2 separate regions of the Gossypium hirsutum genome follow, and region 2 is linked to region 1. A link is a contact called in public Hi-C data. All regions are on one chromosome and are shown on one strand. The core of a region is the stretch at or near the end of the contact, and the rest is flanking DNA. Distances in the headings are between cores, read along the strand shown. Region 1 has its middle 67 kb from the start of LOC121229556. Region 2 holds the start of LOC121229561 (protein YIPF1 homolog).

Region 1 (3,134 bases), core at 272-2,771:
AATATTGGTCCTTCTAGGTCTTCAAAGGTGTTTAATAACAGTCCGCGGGCTTCGGAATTTTTTCTCGTTTCTTGAGCGATCTGTTGGAGAATTGAATCTTTGGTGTCGCTTGCTCGGCAAAAACTTGGAAGATCTCGACATCTAAGAAAAGCTTCCATGCCTGGAACACTTGTTATTAGTCGATCCATATCTTCATTTCCTTCCACAAACACATGTAGTTTTGTCAGAGGCCTTATTTGATATCAGAAATCACGTGTATGTCTGGAAAGTACAGATTTACAACATAGATATGTAGTTAAAAATAAAATACTAAAATATAAATAGCCAAATATATTATTATATATGTAATTTCATGTCAACTTATCATTTTTACATATTACTCATTAAAAATTTAATTAATGAATTAATGACTGTGATTTATATTAAGATTGAAATTTCAAAATTCGAAAAAATATAAAAATTTAGAATGATCCAAATAAAGAAAATAAACTAAATTGATAACTTTATGAATAGTACGAATAATTAAATTTAACCAAACGAATTTAATTATTACTGCTGAGGTAAGACTAAAATTTTATATTTTAAAAAATAAAGAGAATAAATTTGACTAGTTTAAAAAGTACAAAAACTAAATCTATAACTTTTTAGAAAGTATAAGAATTAATAGCAAAATTAAATTATATATAAAACACGGTGAGGTGGATACACACGGACTAGAAATTTTATTAAAGAAATCGACCCCTATAAATTTGAGACAAATCAAAACCGGGATTTTCTCTCATCGTAGTGTGAACCCAAACTCTAATAATTAGTGTAGAATTTTCATTTATCTTCGCTTCCAGAAGACACTGGATTCGAATTTGAAGTTTAAGAAATAGCGTCTTATGATTAATGGATGAGTTAAGTTGTTAAAAAGAAAGGAATAATACCTTTGATAGGAAGCTCCCCAGCATGGATCATATCAGGGATTGCAAAATAAGCCCAGAGACTGCAAGCACTAATGGTACGAAACTGAATGATGGGAATTCCAAGCTCATCAGCAATATCAAGTGCGAGCCCTAAGACCCCATCTCCTATAATACAATCCACTTTCGGCTTACTATTAACCAGCATTTCCTTGAAAAGTGGTTTGGTTATCAATTCCAAACCATCAAAGAGCTTCCTCACAAAATCACTGCCTACTCTGGGATGATCGTCAGGGACACCATCTAGTATGGTCTTGAATTGGAATCCCGCATATTTGGCGAAGCGGGAAAGAATATCGGTGTGACGAAGAAGTTGTTGATGGATGAAGTGGGAGTTTAGGAAGGTGACCTTGAGGCCTGCATGTGCTAATAGCTCAGCTAGCTTCAGCATGGAGTTGACATGGCCTTGTGCCGGGAGAGGGAAGATTAGTACATGAGATGATGATGTGTGTGGCTGTTGTTGTTGTTCTTGCTCCATTTTCTTTTGCAAGATTTGATTTCTTCTACTTGCTTTATGATTGAAATACGGCAATAGGAGGACCATTTGGTTTGCCATACCGAGTGGACATGGTGAATGGGAGACGTGACCGACAGGATAGTTGATAGTTACTAGAAGGATAACGTAGTGAAAAAAAATGATATTTCTTTTAAATTTTTTAAAATATAAAAATTGTAAAACTTGATAAAAAATCATAACAAAATATAGAAAATAAGATAAAAATTACAAAATAGATTATAGAAAATTATAGAAATTATTTATGACTTAAAAAGGGTAAAAAAATAGCCCACTTGGATGAAATTTAACAATTTCTCTCTGCTCATTTTCTACTCCTTGAACTTCAATTAATTTTATTTTATTTTGATAATATACAATTAAATTATTACTATCTACCTATCCATTGTAACAACATACCCACATCACAAATTTATTTTCTTCATTCACCACTTCAACATAAAAAAAAATAGACAAATTACAAAACATGGTATAATTTTAGAAAATATTTTTCCCTAAAAACATGGTATAATTCTAATAGCACCAATTAAAATGAAAAATAAGAGCTTTTTTTAAACTGTTAGAGAATGCTTAGACAAATTTGAAGGAGAGAGTTTTCCGGGTGATTATATTTACGAGCTTTGTTGCATAGTGTTAGCATATTATTAGGGTTAGAATCGAGTGAAAATATTTTAAATTAATTGAGTTCACGAGTTTTACTTTATCATCCTAACTCAATTTGAATTTTTTTCAAATCGAGTCGAGTGAAATAAAATTTGAATCGAGTCAGATCTAGCGAAATTGTTCGAGTTAAATTAAAAAAAATATATGTTAAATAAAAATATTATTATAATATAACTAATTCTATGTTAGAGCACATAAATTTGAAACCATATATATTTGAAAATTTTTCAAAGCAAAATAATAATAAAAATAAGTTACTTGAGTATGATAAATTTAAATCATTAATTAGGTCCCTACAATTGTTATTTTGCAAAATTTTTAAAATTTTAACTTTTTTATATATATTTTTAAAATGTAAATTTTGAAATTTTTATAAACATTTTGAAATTTAAAAATTATTTTGAATTATTTTGTAATTTTTGTTGAGAAAGAGACCAATTTGCTTAATTTCAAAATTGATAAGCACCAAAAGGGGGTATTTACACCAATTTGTTATTCGAATTGTAAAATTCAACTCGACTTGAGTTATTCGATTTGATTCGAATAATTCAAATAACTCGATTCGATTAACTCAAAATTTAAAAAAAAATTAATTTTTTTAAATCGAATCGAGTTTTGCTCACCCCTAACTATGACGAGGCACCATGCAAGTAGATTTGGGAGAAATTAGAGAGTTTTGAATCATTTTGTTTGATTTGATTAAAGTTTATTGAATTCAATTTATTTTTTGTTCTTAAAATGAAAAAAAATATATTTTTCATAATTTTCTATAATTTTTTTAATTTTTTATCATTTTTATAATTATTTATAATTATTATTTATGATTCTCCAGAAATTTTTATAATTTTCTATAATTATTTGTTTTTTAGTAATATCGCTAATAATTTTTATAATTTTTAGCAGTTTTTGTGATTTTTTATATTTATAATTTTTTAAATAATTTTTATAATGGTGTGTTTTCTATTATTTTTATACTTTTTAAAAAATTATTA
Region 2 (3,134 bases), core at 469-2,968, 570 kb before region 1:
GTTTTTCTTTTGGAAAGTGGAAATTAGTTAAAAGGAGAAAAGTTCTGATGAGTTTTCCTTGCCGTAGTTTAGAAGCAACGGAGACGACGAGGGAAAGAAATACTTTGACTAAACCGTCAACTACTTATGGCTCTAACTTTCTTGGGACGCGCCATTGATAAGCGCTGCGTTTCACGCGTTTCCTCGCCTTTTTAAATTTTCCAGCTACGTTCACATGATTAGTCTTTCACTTTTGGATTATTGATGGGCCTACTTTTGGCTCCAGTTTTTTTACTTTAATTGACGGCTCATGTATTCATGGGATGGTTTGGGTTCAACCCATATGAATGAATACCTTATTTTTATTATTCTAACAATATTAAATAAAATTTTATTATTAAAATAGTATTTCCAATTCCTATCTTTCAAATAAAAATACTTGTATTCTATTAACTACTTTATTCATAATTTTTTTTAAAAATTTTAAATTGAAAAAATGTGCGCTTAAATGCCATTAAATCTATGTTCTCTTGATTGTTACAGTTAAACTGATGTTAACTAAGTTATAACTCAATTAATTTATCTTCGTTTATGTTAAATGATTGAATGCATGCAATTAAAATTTATACAAAAAATTGAATGCATACGTATAATTTTTAATATCCTTAATTGGAATTTACATTTTGAACAATGCCAATAATATTCAAACTCAAAATCATGGAGTTGAATTGATTTCTTTTGAAGTACTTAGATTTAATATCTTTAGAAGAACATGAATTACTTGAAATGACATATAAATTTGGACTTCTCTTTTTCTTCCAGATTCATTAGCAATAGGCCAGGCAATCGGATTTATACAACCAACATTGCTTTCTGGGGTCGCCCATGCAGCACCAACAATTAACTTGAGGGCTACATTCAAGGTGCAACAGACATGGTCCAAGGTTAATGTTCGCATTAAGCAATCTCTTACCTGTTTTTACATAAAATAAAATAAAATAAAATTAAAATGGTATTTAATATTTGATATATTCACAGCATATTTTTTTATTTTACAAAAAAATTTTAAAAAATTATCACAAGTCTCTTTTATATATATATATAAATATTTTACTATATTCTTACAGGAGACTTATCAATTTCTTGACTCTGCTTATGAAATTAAAAACTCTACTGATAGTATATCAAAATTTTAAAAATTACTATCTTTAATAAATTTAAAAAATTAAGTATTAATTATTAATTATTAAAAACATTTAGTTTATTCCTTAAAAGAAATATTTAGTTTATAAATTTACTTTTATATCATAATAATATATTCAAAATAATTTTGGATAAAACTTTAAAAAAATAATTTTCTTTCTTAGTTAAAACATATAAATTTAAATAAATCTATCTAAATATATTTTATCCTATGTACTTATTAACTCCATTCAACAAACCATGATTTTCGAATTTTATATTAAATAAAAATTTATTTAATACTTAAACACTTAAAGAAAATTAAATTACAACTTTTCTCCAATACATTATTAAATGCGCTGAAATTTTAAATAAATAATGGAAATGATTAATTTGGGACTTACCTTCTGCAACCAATACAGTGAAAGCCAAAGCAAATAAAACAAGAGCAAAATGAGCAGCCACGAACTTGAAATTTCTCATGATATAAAATATTAATAAAGAGTTTCGTTTTGAATCTAGGATTGCAACAACTCGAAAGATTGATAGGTTCATATAGGAATTCATTGTTAACAGCATCCCCTCAATTTCTGTATGTAAATATCGTGTGTTTAAAAATATAGTTGTGTTATTATAATAATTTGTAGGTTGTAAGTTTAAGTGTTATCAATTTCATAATAACTTTTTATTTTAAAGGTTTAGAGATTATGAGTAGTTCAAAAATTTTATAAAAAAATATTATATAATAACATAAGAATTGGGGATGATTTATTATTATGGTTCACACATGTGTTGTGCGGAGAGCCATTGAAGTTGGTGGTTTTTGGGGGTCTCATTCAAATAGATTTTTGAGAGAGATTAGGTAAAATATTGTCACGTATCTTTTTTCTCTTGTGATGGAGAGAGATTTTATAAAGGAAGAATTTTGGTATGGATCCCAATAAAATAATATTTGGTGATTACGAGTTTGAGTGCTTCATTAGAATGTGATGGGGTTATTCACATTCTAATGAAGCTTTGATGTCCATACAACCACCTTATATATTAGCATATCATTTTAGTGGGACTCACATAAAAACTCTTTATAAAAGTTCTCTCTATCAAAAAAAAAAAAAGGTTCCAAGATATATGCCAAAGCATTCATAATCTCTCCAAGCTCACGAGACCCCTCAAAATCACTAACTTAAGTGGCTTTTCACACCAAATGTGGTATGAACCACCATTACAAATACTCTCAATTTTGTGTAATAATAGTTGGCGTCATATGTGGGAACTAAGCAAAAGATCATGTCTCTTCTATGAGTAAGAATCCATGGCTTAATTCCCTCAAGCTCTTTTATCTTTCTCTATTTATGCATCTCTTGAAGCTTTTAGTAGTGTGGGGTCTTTTGAAGTTGTTGTCTAATTTGGGTTTCTTGAAGCTTTTAACTTATGGTGGCAATGCAGATATTTCCTTCAAATACATAAAAAAGTACTTCTTATACTCCCAAGAGAGGGTTAACATGGGGCTAATAGGAAGCCTTTTTCCAACACCCAAGGGTTACTCGGTTGCATACTATGGGGCCCTTCACCAGCATGCTAGGGGAGCCATTTGCTAGCACACCAAAAGGGCTACTCCAGTACACATAGGCAGGTCCTATGTTAACACACTAGGGGATACCTTGCTCGCACATTAGGAAGCCCTTGGTTGGAGGAGGCCCTTCATTTAAAAGGGAACTCTCATGGCTCGGAAGGGATAGGCACTAACTATGACATTTGTATATACGTTCAAGTTTGAAAAAAAAAAATTCAAAAACCACAACTCTAAAACTCTCAAAATTTATATAAGATAATTACTCTTATAGTTAAAAAATTATTATGAGAAATAACTTTTACGAATTCCTATTTTAGTACTTTATTAACAATTTTACAATATTGAAATATAAAAACAAATGTCCTAATTTTTAGTTAATTAAAGCTTTTGATTGTGTACA

Evidence for each region. Hi-C and Micro-C count contacts between places; a contact is called where the count stands out from the background.
Region 2: a contact with region 1 is called in a Hi-C map of leaf, with 2.1 times the contacts expected there. The contact joins the promoter of LOC121229561 here to the enhancer-like site in region 1. A contact is called at or near these places in 3 of 34 Hi-C or Micro-C datasets (all in leaf).

Annotation. Positions count from the first base shown.
Region 1 is chrA05:95,733,963-95,737,096 of Gossypium_hirsutum_v2.1, reverse strand. It overlaps the pseudogene LOC107957119. Among protein-coding and RNA genes, the nearest start is that of LOC121229556, 67 kb to the right of the region's middle. Within about 2 kb of position 1,521, at least 5 of the 9 cell types and tissues checked have an H3K27ac peak or open chromatin away from gene starts, as enhancers often do. A contact at or near this core is called in leaf, where this site is marked.
Region 2 is chrA05:96,299,667-96,302,800 of Gossypium_hirsutum_v2.1, reverse strand. LOC121229561 (protein YIPF1 homolog) reads right to left here and starts at 1,718. Exons shown (of 6, transcript XM_041114166.1): 1 at 1,566-1,718; 2 at 1-952. It overlaps LOC121229562 (a long non-coding RNA gene), which reads left to right and starts at 1,875. Exons shown (of 2, transcript XR_005927317.1): 1 at 1,875-2,463; 2 at 2,608-2,957.